Linked DNA regions of Mus musculus: regions 1 and 2 are each linked to region 3. A link is a contact called in public HiChIP or PLAC-seq and Micro-C data. All regions are on one chromosome and are shown on one strand. Each heading gives the region's core, a stretch centred on a gene start, on an enhancer-like site or on the middle of the called end of the contact. The rest is flanking DNA. Distances are from core to core; before and after follow the strand shown. Region 1 overlaps Kansl1 (KAT8 regulatory NSL complex subunit 1). Region 2 overlaps Cdc27 (cell division cycle 27). Region 3 overlaps Mapt (microtubule-associated protein tau).

The links. A called contact is a pair of places that touch in the nucleus more often than the background predicts. HiChIP or PLAC-seq counts read pairs in DNA pulled down with a chosen protein or histone mark.
Region 1: an H3K27ac HiChIP or PLAC-seq map of embryonic stem cells shows a contact between it and region 3, with 14 read pairs. The contact joins two enhancer-like sites. A contact is called at or near these places in 2 of 484 Hi-C or Micro-C datasets (both in embryonic stem cells), 12 of 115 datasets of contacts at active chromatin or transcription factors (embryonic stem cells, epiblast stem cells, extraembryonic endoderm stem cells and 4 more) and 1 of 9 other capture datasets (liver).
Region 2: a Micro-C map of trophoblast stem cells shows a contact between it and region 3, with 4 times the contacts expected there. The contact joins two enhancer-like sites. A contact is called at or near these places in 2 of 15 datasets of contacts at CTCF or cohesin (large pre-B cells and pro-B cells), 4 of 484 Hi-C or Micro-C datasets (bone marrow-derived macrophages, embryonic fibroblasts, nephron progenitors and 1 more), 6 of 115 datasets of contacts at active chromatin or transcription factors (embryonic stem cells, epiblast stem cells, extraembryonic endoderm stem cells and 1 more) and 4 of 9 other capture datasets (adipose tissue, embryonic stem cells, liver and 1 more).

What each region holds. Positions count from the first base shown.
Region 1 is chr11:104,423,680-104,428,151 of GRCm38.p6, forward strand. Kansl1 (KAT8 regulatory NSL complex subunit 1) reads right to left here. Exons shown (of 15, transcript NM_001372459.1): 2 at 243-1,614. The coding sequence starts at 1,531. Among named protein-coding and RNA genes, the nearest start is that of Kansl1, 16 kb to the right of the region's middle. Within about 2 kb of position 1,507, at least 129 of the 459 cell types and tissues checked have an H3K27ac peak or open chromatin away from gene starts, as enhancers often do. A contact at or near this core is called in embryonic stem cells, where this site is marked.
Region 2 is chr11:104,500,465-104,504,437 of GRCm38.p6, forward strand. Cdc27 (cell division cycle 27) reads right to left here. Exons shown (of 19, transcript NM_145436.2): 19 at 2,060-3,973. Among named protein-coding and RNA genes, the nearest start is that of Cdc27, 48 kb to the right of the region's middle. Within about 2 kb of position 1,942, at least 1 of the 459 cell types and tissues checked has an H3K27ac peak or open chromatin away from gene starts, as enhancers often do. A contact at or near this core is called in trophoblast stem cells, where this site is marked.
Region 3 is chr11:104,286,492-104,291,089 of GRCm38.p6, forward strand. Mapt (microtubule-associated protein tau) reads left to right here. Exons shown (of 12, transcript NM_001038609.2): 3 at 632-718; 4 at 3,417-3,503. Among named protein-coding and RNA genes, the nearest start is that of Mapt, 57 kb to the left of the region's middle. Within about 2 kb of position 3,145, at least 247 of the 459 cell types and tissues checked have an H3K27ac peak or open chromatin away from gene starts, as enhancers often do. A contact at or near this core is called in embryonic stem cells and trophoblast stem cells, where this site is marked.

The DNA.
Region 1 (4,472 bases), core at 257-2,756, 140 kb after region 3:
GTTTCTTTTCACTAAGTCTTAAAAAGGAAAACTTTTAGCACATAGCAACACAATATTATAGCAGAAATGCCTTCAATTTCTCCCCTTCAGGTATATATGCTTTTACTTACCTAAAACTAGGAAAAGATTAGTGCAGCCTAGTTGTCAATATACAAGAATCATATTCTTTACAAAATGGGGCTTTATTTAAATCTTGTCCCACATTTTTCAGGAATGACTGCATCATTATTCGTTCTACTCACAGGGGCACATGGCATTGCTCAGGATCAGCTCGAGTCAGTTCTTCCTCTTCAATGTCAGACTCCCCTCCGGAACTACTGTCTGTGACATCCGAATCAAACGCTTGCTCACTGCACCTCAGGTTGGCTATGCCACTAGCTGTAAATCTCTCCAATTCTTCTGAAATTGAATCACTTTTCAAAAAGTTGCTAAGTCCCTCTGAAGTGGCAGACTCACTGGCAGCTTTTCTCAAGGCAGCTTCAGCCTTTCGGGTCAACATCAACTGGCTCCGGGACCTTAAGGATTCCAAGTTTGGCAGTTTACTCAATGTCGTCTCCAAAAATCCACCCAGTTGGTGCTGTAAATGTCTCTCCACCTGCTTGGCTTGCACAACCTGTAATCGCTTCTGTAACCTTCGGGCACGGATCTCAATATCAGCCTGCCGCCTCAGTAAAGCTGTTATCCTTGTATCAGAGTCTAAAGCACTGAAAAGAATGGAAGACAGAGGAGACTTTTTGACTTCTAACTTCACATTTGTCAAGTTAGAGCTGGAGTCTGTACTAGGTGATAACCTGCTGCTTCCTTGAAGTGCCGGCTGGTCCATGGAATTAACAGAAGATTTGTTTGCAGTGCTATTATTGCTATATAGAGTTGTGTGTTGTATATCAAGGCTTCTATGTGGAAGAGTGCAATTGGTCATACCCCCCTTCAAGTTCCCAGAGTCAGGTCCCCCCACCTCACCACCTTGTAGAGATGACGAAGTGAGAGACCGTTTTCCCCCATTGAGGGAACTGGAATTGTCATGATCCGAATGTGTTGAACTTTTAGTCAATTTCTTAGCCAATCCATTTACAGGCGCTTGTGGCAGAGCTGTCTGACCACTTGTATTCATGGTTCTAAGGTTTTCTAAGGAAAACTCCAAAACTGGCTGCCTCCCCAGCAGCTCAGCTCGGAGTTCATAGGACTGAGATAAAAGAGGATGAGACTTAAGGACTGTCTGCTTGCTGAAAACGCCTTGCAATTTCAAAGACTCTTTTGCGGGAACAGATGTTACATCAGAGCAGAGATAAGATGCCACCAATGGCTGCAGCTTTCCCAAGTCTTCCTTAGTAGGATTATTGCGGAAGTCTAGACTGGGATCCTCCGCAGCAATGGCTTTTCTTTTGGTTCCGTTGGCAGAAATAAGAATATTGGCGTTGCCGTTATTTTCGGCACTGCCAGGGGACAAGGTGGAGGATGGGGGAGCCAGTTTGAACCGGATGTGGTGTGCTTCAGCTGCTGCGTCAGTGAGAGCGGGCGCCATCGCAGCCATTCAGCACAGAGAGACAGGAAGTCCAGCCTCTCCCAGTGCTGAGGCCAGCTCCACGGCCCCTTGCTGCCTCCCCTGAGAACACACTGAAAGAGAAAAAAAAGGAAGTTAGAAATACAAGCACATTTAAAAACAGCACACATTTCAACAGAAGCATCACATGAGACTATTGTCCAAACTCTGCCTCCAAAAAAGGGAGAATAACTGTGGAACCATTCTGGAGCCTGGAGATATCTTTTACCTAGGAGGAGAGGAACACAATCCTTTTACAAAAAATAATTTTATCCTTCATGTCACTTGTTAACTACAGACTGAACAGTGCCAAAACAGGAGTCTCATTTTGAAATAATCACAAATGGCTGTAATTACTTTATTTAAAAGAAAACCTCTTTGCCTGGCAGTGGTGGTACACATCTTTAATCCCAGCACTTGAGAGGCAGAGGGAAACTGATCTCTTGTGAGTTTGAGGTCAGCTTGGTCTACAGAGAGAATTTCAGGACAGCCAGGGCTACAAGGAGAAACCCTGGTTGGGGAGGGAGGACTGGGGGACACAACTGCTCTATTATTAACTGAATATGGCCCTAAGGTTATTTTTTCTGCCCAGGAATCTAGTTTTCATCAGTTTCTTCTTTACAAATTTATATTGTATTACTAGGCTAACTATATCATGCTGTAGTATCAGTTTTCTTTCATTCAGCATGTATCTTTTCTACTGGGCTCTTCATTTTCAGAGTAAATCTGTGTCTTTAAGAGTCCAACATAACTCTCTCACTTCCCCCATCCCAAAGCACTTCAAAATAATAGTTACAGTTGCCTTTATATTCCACTCTCTAGAATTTCCTATCACTCTAGGAAAGCTAACCAGTTATTCAACCAACAGTCATATTCTGACTTTTTTCTAAGCAATAGGTAGTGTGGACTTCTATGAAATTTTCTTTCCTGATATTCTTGGAACTATTTTATTCTCTTCTTTGCAATCCTCCTAAAATGCTGGTATAGCCAAACATCTCTTCCTTTTGCCTTCTCCTCAATTCACTTCCTTAGCAACAACTACTAGCATGAGGACCACTAACTCTCAGAAAAAGGTTTTCTGGGCTGCATTAACTTTCTAATCCTCTAGTCCTTGAAACCTCAGAATTGACTTTCTTCTTCGAGGTACTTTTTTCTTTTCTCCTCCTGCTTCATTTTCTTAAACCCTAACCCATTAATGACATACCTCAATTAACTGCTTCTTCTTCATTCCTGATTCATCTATTTGGGTCTGGAAACAAAGGGAAACCTATATAAAGAACTACACCAACTATCCCTAAAAGCACAATCTCTTGCACCCCTGGAGATCTCAAAAGATGCCCTCCCCAAATTATTTGGTTGTTGGCAGGGGTGTTGGTTGTGGTGGTACATCTTATGTGTGTGACGATCAGAGAATAACTTTTAAAAACTGGTTCTTCCTTTCCACAGTACATTCAGGGGATGGAATTCAGGTCTTCTGGCTTAGAAGCACTTATAGCTACTGAGCCATCTCACCAGCCTTCAATGACCATTTTGAAGGTCAATGTTTTCATAGTAATACTAAAAACATCATTTGCCTTTTTAAAAAATTGTATTTATTTTTAGGTGTGTGTGTGTGTGTGTGTGTGTGTGTGTGTGTGTGTGTGTACTCGCGCAGGAAGTCAGGGGGCAATGTGCAGGATTTGGTTCTCTCATTGTACCAATGTAGGACAGAGCAATAGAACTCAAGGCCAGTAAGTAAGTACCTTAAGCCCACCAAGCAATCTCTACTAGTCCTGGCCTTTACCTATGTTAACATTTGCAATGAGGGTACAAAAACAAAGATAAGGAAAATTGCTGGTATCTTAGAACCAAGACAACAGCACCAAACAATATTAATCACAGAATTCCTCACTTGCAGCTTGGGCCTGTTAGATGACCCAGCAAGTAAAGATATCTGCCATCACCTGACTACCTACCTGGGTTTGACCAACTCTTTCAAGTTGTCCTGATTTCTACACATGCACTATAGCATGAATTACAAAGTTCATTATTAGTTGATGTTTAAAAGATATTCTTGATGAAATAGTAAAGATTATGGATTTTATTAGTTGTTCTAAGGATTCGTACACATAGGAAGAAGATTTGCTTCATTAGTTACAACTGCCATAAAACAACACTTCAATTTAAGACTCTTGTTTCTTACTATTTTTAGCTTTATCTACATTTAAAAAAAGAAAGAAAGAAACACACAACTACTTCACAATGTGGCTCGTAAAAGGAAAACAAGCAAGATGTAGTGGCACAGATCAGTAATCTCAGAACTTAACAATAAACTAGGAGGATCAGGAGTTCAAGGCCAACCTTCATTACATAGAAAGTCTAAGCCCAGTTTGGGCTACATAAGAACTTTCCTCAAAAGTGGGTTTTGCTGCATGTATGTGCACCATAGGCATATCTGTTGTTCTCAGAAGTCAGAACGGGATATCAGATTCCCTGGCACTGGAGTTATAGATAGCTGTGAAGCATCATAAAGGTGGCTGAGAAACCTAACCCAGGTCTTCTGCAAGAATGACAAGTATTCTTAGCCATGGAGCTAACTCTCCAGACACCAAAATTAGGTTAAATTTTAAAAGTAAAACAAACCAAACGACCAAGAATTTAAATTATGAACTAGTCATATAACAACATATGCAACATAGAACACTACATATCTATATTTACTGATAGAAAATGTTTTATTAAACAAAAAACTGTTATACAATATAGGAGCTCCTTTTGTTTAATAAGGTAGGTAGTAAGAGTCTGTAATGTCTACACCATAAAAAAGAATTGCTTGTCAGTAAAAGGGAGAGAAGCAAAAGAGGAAAAGAGCCCAAAATACAAAGTAGAGCAAAACATTATACTACTCTTTCTTCACTTTTTAAACATCAAGACAGAATCTCCCTATGTAGCT
Region 2 (3,973 bases), core at 692-3,191, 210 kb after region 3:
CTGAGTTTCAATCCCCAGAATCCACTTAAAGGTCAGATACTGTGTAAGCATCTGTGACTGCGGCACTCCTACAGGCAGGCAGGAGGCAGAGACACAAGTCCCAGCACCCCAGCCACCCTGCTCCCAGAACCCACACCAGACAGCTCACAAATGCCTGGAATTGGAGGCCTAGGGTACCCAATACCCTCGGGCTTCTAAGGGCACATAAATTCATCTAGGTGCACGTGCAAACACACTTTTTTTTTTTTTTTTTTTGAGAGTCTATGTAGCCCCGTATGCCATGAAACTCTTGGCCTTGAACTCACAGACCTTACCTATCTGTCTCCAGAGTGCTGGGCTAAAAGGCGCTCACTACTATGCCCTGCACAAATTAGTTTTAGGCTATTGGGACAACATGGTGAGACCTATCTTCAAGAAAATAATTCTTTTGAACAAGAGACAGTGTTTTCATCCTGCTCTTTCCCACACCATGCTTAGATGACAGGAAGTGACATGTTCCAGGGACGTCAATGCCCTTGGACCCGCCCAGTTCACACTTCATTTGCTTTCTGTGTTGCTGTTCTTCTCAAAATCCTAAAAGATCCCTCCATTTCTTTCTCCAAGACAACCTAAATAAACAAAAGGTCTGCAAACTATTGTAAAACTTAATTTTGTACATTTTACTTTTCTTTATAAAAAGATTTTGTTATATGTAAGTACACTGTAGCTGTCACAGATGGTTGTGAGCCACCATGTGGTTCCTGGGATTTGAACTGAGGACCTTTGGAAGAGCAGTCAGTGCTCATACCTGCTGAGCCATCTCGCCAGCCCCTGCTTTTTTCAGATCTTAATGTTCATGTCTGTCAGAAATCTGCATGCCTCTGCCTCCCGAGTGCTGGGATTAAAGGCGGCGTCATCAGAGGAATGTTTTTGTACAGAATGTAAAGTTTACCCTTGTTATTCAAATACTGATTTCTCTGCCCTCATAATCTCAATCCAACACAGCATTGTAATGCTTATAAGTCTGTGTAATTGATTTTTACCCTTTATTTTCGCTTTGTCAATAAATGCTGATCACCCAATGGCTGGGCAGAATGGAGAATAGGGCAGGATGTCTACCAGCCAGAGGAAGGGAAGGAGATTCAGATAGCAAAGATGGAGGATTTGGAGCCATGAGCAAGGGGTCCAGAGAGAGATCATAGAAACACACGAAGCCCAAGGAGCCAGATCAGTATTAATATGCATGTGTCAGGGGATAGGGCTGGGAGGTAGCTAGATTAGTTTAGAAAGTAAAGGTTGATTATTGGACTGCTCAACTATGGAGGTGCATCTGTGTGATTACTGGGGACTAACAATTATTGGGTAAAGAGTCAGTTTACCTTACTAAGGTGACCTTGAATTTGACCTTCATGCCTCTAGCTCCTGAGTGCTGAGCTTCTAGCCATGGGCCATCATGACCAATTTACTGAGGGACCCAACCAGGTCTTTGCATACAGGCCAATGCCCCACTCTCTTTACTTATCTTCAGCAGTACTGAAACTGTGCCACTCTATCCCCGAGCTTTATCTTCAACCCATAGTCACCTTTCTTTCTTCTCATTTCTCTCCTCCCCCCCTCTTTTTGGTGTGTGTACATACATATGGACCTGTGTGCATGATTGTGGAGGCTAAAAGTCACCCTAAGAATATATCTCCTTTTTTGAGATAGTCTCTCTGAAACTGGAACTAAGTTAGCTAGACTCAGGATAGCCAGGTAGCTTCAAGGATCCTCCCACCCTGCGTCCCAGCATTTTACATGGTAATGTAGATCTAAGCTCAGCTCCAACCTTACCAAGCAAACCATCTCCCCAGCATCCACCCCTGCCCCCCCCCCCCCAAGTCTGAGATCCCAGGTTGCCTTTGAGCCACCATGGCTAGCTTCAGATGTTAAATTGTAACACAAAGGCTGTGTCCCCTGAGGGAACCTCGGAAATGACATCATTAAAGAATGAGCTGTTAACTAGGTGACCTGCGAAGTTGCAGCTGGTGATAAGAGAGGTTCTGCAGTTTCAAAATAATATATTCTAAAAATTACCATTGGATTTTTTTGTCATAGTATTTATTTTGAAATTCCAAATAATACTAAAAAGGGTATGAACTTTAATATATTATATATTAAAAAGTGTAAGTAAAAATTAGAGAAACATTGTCCTAGGCTCTTGTAGAACATAAAATGTGATCTGTCATCACTATGCTGCTGTGGCTCAGTATAAAAATGCAGATGACACAGCTTTTACATAGCTTTAACACCTTGATTATAAACTGCTTTCAAAAGTAATTTATTTGGATTTTCCATATCCTTTAATGAACTGTAAATATATTAACAGAGAAGACTTTCCCCCCAAAGACTATACAATTTCTGAAATAAGTCAGGAAAAGCAAAAAAGACGACACAAAAGTACATTGTTTCAATGCAAATAGAACACACATGGCACACCCACACTTGCATTTTCCCAGGTTTTCCCAAAGAAAATGGGCCTTCGTTTTTCTCAGTGAAGACCCATAGTGTACTCTGGCTAATCAGAGACTTCGAAACTGTTTTCTTCGAAAAGAGTGTTTTTAATGGACTAAACACTGGTGATCACTGAGTTATTAAGGTACAACAGCAGCATGGTTCAAATGTTACTTGCAGTTCTTGGGTAAAATAAAAAATTGTTAAGTAACGAAATACAGAAAGAGTTAAGAGACCTTTCCTTATTTTGAGTACCATCTGTTCTCTTGAAAAAAAAAATATTCATCCTGGTGCAGTAATAATAACCATTTCCACGAAGGAAAAAAAAACCCCAATGCTCTAATGTACGTGTGTGTGAGTGTGTGTATCTGTATCTGTGTCCTTATGTGTAGGTGTGACAAAGACAAGGAGGTACTTAGGATTCTTAAGTCCCTTCAAAGCAAGCTCTGAAATTTGAAACAAACAACTTGCTTACCAAAATGTGTTTGTTTATCTGATCCCTATTCTGTGGGAAAAAAAAAAAGCAAAGGAAAGGAAAGACACAAAGAAAAAGAAAGAGACCCAAGAAGCAGTTACTATGTGGAAATAAGGCTTCCGCATCTAAATGCTGTTAAAAGCAGGTGTGAGGAAACTGTGAAAGCAGGCCAAGTGTCTGAGTGCCTTCCAGCCAGCCACGCCACAACCATCCCCTATCCTTTGTCTTAAAATCAGCACCAGAAGTCCCTCTGGCACAGGACATAAACTCCTACTAAAAAAAAAAAAGATAATTACACTTCAGTAAATTATGCTCTGAGCTTAGCATTTTCTAGGTCTGCAACAGAACTCAGGGTAAAGCTTGCTATGAAACTCTAGATCTGATAATGTAATATATATATGTATATAGCTGGCTTACGATTTGCCAATTAAAAAAATAAAAGAAATGAAAATTAAACTTTACACAACTAATGAATAATAAAATGGAATATCTGTTAGAATTGAAGTGCTAGCCTATGGGAATTTTTTATGATGGTCATTTATTCCCAATTTTCCTTTTGCACATAAATTATTATTTTTTTAAACGGCACATACATAGATTTAGTCAGTAAATTATTTTAAAATGTTTCCCTGGCACCTAATACCTAACCCAAGACTTTGACTTTATGATGGTCTGTGTCTAATTCACATCTGGATGAGAAGGTTAAGTAACTGACAGAAAATGACTGAGTCTACAGGCTAAAACATTCTTCCACATCGTCTGTAATCCACCTTATTTTCACAGCTTGACTTACATATACAAGTGACCAGTAGGAGAGGTTTTCCTTCATCAAACATTCCAAAATAAGAACTGCAGGCCTGTCACCCATAAGAAACTATAATCTGTTATATTCTGACATTGGCACTTAATAAAATGTTAACTAAGGTTTCTCTAAAATTTTCAATACATTACAATAAAGGAGATACACAATTTAAGACTGTTTAAATCTGTTATTGTGAAATTCCAATAATTCCCATTTTTATACGCATA
Region 3 (4,598 bases), core at 1,895-4,394:
CACAAGGTGAAGTAAACACCACCAGAATGGCCACCTCCCATGATGAGTCTTACGTGCTGGACAAAGAGCATTATCCCCGCTTCGAGCACAGCCATGCTAACGAAAGCCTAGGGGAGTCAGCAAAGAAAATCCTTCAGCCATTAATGCGTTCCCTGAGCTGAACAATGAGGAGCTGTGACCTGAAGGTGGAGCGGCCACTGGGAAGACCAGAGAGGGCTTTCTGCTCAAGCAGGAGCAGGCTTTCCAGATACATTGTCAGGTTGTCAATATAAGGGCTTTGCTTCCGTTGAACCTGGGTGATTAAAAGGTATATCTTCACACACCAGGAGGTGGTGTTATACACCTTTAATCCCTGCACTCAGGAGGCAGAGGCAAGCCAATCTCTGTGAGTTCGGGGCCAGTATGGTCTAAAGAGTGAGTTCCAGGATAGCCAGGTCTGCATAGAGAAACCCTGTCTCACCCACATTCTCATCCAAGAACCCCAAGAGTGGAACATGGTTGTGTAAGGGGCACTGGTCCCTTCCTGGTTTGATCATCGGGCTACAGTGTCCACACTAAAGAGATTACAGCTCAATAGGACACAGTTCTCAGGTTCCTCTTGAGGTCTGAGGGCTCACTGTATATGTTCCAGAGTCTCCCCCACAGCCCCCCGCCGATGATGGAGCGGAGGAACCAGGGTCGGAGACCTCCGATGCTAAGAGCACTCCAACTGCTGAAGGTGGGGCCTCCCTACTCCCACCACTCCATTCATTCAGCTTACCTTGCTTTGAGCTTCCCCTCCCAACTCCACGCTACGCACTAGGGTTGCGGCTGCGCACTGTGTGCCACCCTCCCGGCTGCACTCGCTGCTTCCTATCCTGATGGCTGAGATGCGCTAGCCCGGTGCTTTGCAGGGTAGTGGGAGCGGGGACCTGCTTCTATGCCTGGCTCAACAGTGTGCGCCTTGAGCATCATTATCGTGCGTGTTGCCCTGAATGTTCCATGCTTGAAGAAGCTGGTCTGTGTAGCACAGCGAGGCTCACACACAGCTCAACAGGGTTCCCATCCTGAATCTGCTACCTTCCATGACCCCCTCAGAAGCCTCCACCTTACTTTTCTTTCAGGGATTCAAAGACCAGAATGCTCATTTGGCTGAGGAGGGGGCAGGTCAGAAGTCTCCCGCTCATCTGTTAGGAGCGGGTTTTGGTGTGGCATCTTCGTTTCTTGGGCTCTGGATTTTGGGCATGGAGTACGTTTCATCTCCTGTAATCTGTTCACTCCAGATATGTGGTGTCTAGGTTGTCGCAAAGCTCATTGTCTTTTTTCCTGAAATGCTCCCTGGTCGGCTGTCTTGCTTCCCAAGTGGGTTAGTTATAGTGCCACTGTTGGCTGCTGGAACCCAAAAGCTCTACCAACTGAAGAGGCTTTTTGCCTTGCAATCATAAGATACCCGGACATGGGCATAGCTCCCTAACGCCATGTATGCGCTTCTGTCTTTGTCTTCTGCCATCCTACGTGGTTGGACTGTTGCTTCATTGTTGAAGAATAGCTGCTGCGCTCCCAAACACTGTCATCTGCCTTGGAACAAGAACCATGGCTGGTGAGACAGCTCAGAGGATGAAGGCGTTTACCATGCAAGCCTGGGGACCCGAGTTCAATTCCCCAGAACCTTTGTAAAGGAGGAAGGACAGAACCGACTCTACAAAGTTGTCCTTTAAGTTCCCACACACTGTGATGGCATGTGCCCACAGAGATGTATTACACACGTGTTCCATAATAATGAATGAAAGACAGGCAGAGGTGGTGCACGCCTTTAATCCCAGCACTTGGGAGGCAGAGGCAGGCAGATTTCTGAGTTTGAGGCCAGCCTGGTCCACAGAGAGGGCTCCAGGACAGCCAGTGCTACACAGAGAAACCTGTCTCAAAAAAAAAAAAAAAAAAAGCAAATAATAAAAATAAGAATGAATGAAATTGAAATTAAAAACAAAAACAAAACAAACAAAAACAGTCACCAAAAGGACCCCGAAGAAGCCAATGTGTTGCCAAAACTAAATCAAGAGTTTTCTATTATAAGCTCCTCCTGGATGTTTTCATTTTCATTCACTGGCCAGAACTGGCTCTCTGGCCACCGTGGGCTGCATGGCTGTCCCCACCTTGCTTTTGGATCCATTGAGTAGAAGAAATCAAGGAAAAGGGACATGGAGAATGGCTTTTAACTAATCGTCCATAGCTCCTCCAGCCTTCCAAGGAGGTTGGAGCTTCCACTCTGAGCCCTTTCTGCATCCCTGAACATGGCTTGGGCGTTCTGTTACAGAAAGAGAATTTGGCCAGGCCCTCTCCCGCAGCATCTGCCTTTGGATAAATCCAGAACATAGCTGTCAAGCTCCTGCCAATTGTTCGGCATGCTGGCCCATCCCCGGAGGATGCAGGTGGCATGGCCCTTAGCCTGGTGACAACCTCCTGGCTAGATTTCCTTTGCCCTTCTGAAAACCAGCGATGCAAGACACTTCCTGCTCATCCTGTTAGAACAGGTCTGCAAGCTGTCTGCCACCCTGAGAAAGCCTTGGAGCCAAAGCTGGGGCAGGCTTCCCAAACGTGGCTTTCACTGCTCTGTCACCATTGTCCAGGAAGAAACAACCCACTCATGCAGTCTGGACCTGTACATGCGTGGGCCCCCACATGCCTCACTCACCCTCAGGGAGGGAGGCAGCTGGGGCTGAGCTCAGCGAGCTGTTTTATCTGCACCAGACAGGATCATAAGGAAAATAGCCTTTGTGGACTAGCTGTGTGGAATTCTGGGAATCCCTTGAAACCGGCCACTCCTTGGGTGTGCCTCGCATACCTAGTAGAGAGGCTGGGGGTTCGGGAGGAGCTAAAGTGCTTGCTTTGAAAAGATGCCCCCAGGTCCTGGTCTGGGATCTCTTATCTCTTGCATCATCGAGGAAACTGGATCTGGCCTGGTTATTGCCACATAAGGAACTCTGGTGCCTTTTAATGAGATGTGAGGAGGTTGGGGGCAGGGAATTAGAAGTGGTAGAAGTTTTAAAGGTCACCTACAGATGGCACTCTTGTTCTACACTTGTGGAAACAAAGGCTAGGGTGACAAAAGGCTTACTCAAAGCCCCACAGGAAAGCGGCTCAGTCTATTTCTCAGCTTCCTCATATTGCCTGATGAGTCCCAGCTGCGGGGCCCCTGCATTGCAGTGAGGATCACACAGCTGACCCCCAGGAGTCAGGCTGTGTCCCTCGTCATCCTTACATGACCCCTGTAGGCTTTCCAGGCAGGGGGTCCTCCTGTTAGTGTGCTTCCTGGGGAGATGGGCAGGAAGGAGGACTGTGGCCCTGCTTTGAGCTGGCTTTTCTTGCATGTGGCTGGCAGGCCCCACTCCTTGCACTGCCCCTGCATAAGCAGAGGGGTGACTGTTGGTGGTTTCCAGACGTGACTGCGCCCCTAGTGGATGAGAGAGCTCCCGACAAGCAGGCCGCTGCCCAGCCCCACACGGAGATCCCAGAAGGAATTACAGGTGAGGGTGAGCCCCGGAGCTGCCTTGGACAGGTCACCCTCATAGTCGGGTGCAGCAGATGAGTAAGCCGCTCTGGCTTCTGGGGCTCCTGGCTATTTAGCAGTGGCGGCCTTGGAGTCTGACTGCCTCCCACAAGGCTACAGAGTCCTCTGATTCCTGCTGGCCCCCACCTCAGTCAGTGTGCCTATTAGAAAGGTTCTCAACAGAGTTCTCTGGGGAAGGTTTCCTGCCTTCTTCACATTTTCTCCAGGCCCAGCAATAGTAAGTAGCAGGTCACCTTTAGGGGACAGTTTACTCCCAGGAGCACCAAGCAGGCTACATCGACTACATAACTGAATCCTTCTGATGGTCTAATGGGATGGTGCTGTTGTTCGGAAATGTGACCTCACGTCCATCTTTCGGGTTCGGTCTATGTAGTCTGCTCTACCAATGTGGGTGACAAGGAATTAGGCAGCGAAGCAGCAAAAAGAATCCTGGGCTCGGACGCTCAGTCCTTCGTAAGTCATCCTGCAGGGACGGAGGGCTAGGCAAGAAATCATCATAGCCCAGAGCCTGGTACCTTCCCTTTGTGCTGTCCTCCATGGCCTCAGGGAGAACTCCAGCAGTTAGCAGGATGAACCCAAGTTGCCCAGTTAGCTACCGAGACATGCCTGATCTCACCGTGGCAGAGATGGGAAGACCCCTTGCTGAGGAGTGCCTCTCTGCAACTATGCCAGTCACTCCTCCTCCTTACAGTGATCCAATGTCTGACTAAGGCAACTCTAGGGTCTGTTAGGGCTCGTCGTGGTTTTAGGGGATAGACTCCATGTGACAGGTGGCGGCACGGTGGCGGTCACACTGCATCTGCAGTTAGGAAGCAGACAGCAGCGAATGCTGGTGCTTAGCTGGCTTTCTCCTTTTTCCCCAGGACCCCAGCCCATGGGATGGTGACACCCATATTCAGGGTAGGTTTTCCCTGCTCAGTTAAACCTTTCTGTGAATACCCCCGGAAGATGCGCCCAGGGGTGTGTCTCCTAGGTGGTTCCAAGTCTAGCAAGTTGACAATGAAGAGTGAGCACCCTAGGAGCCTATAGCCAGCCTTCTCTCGCACACCCA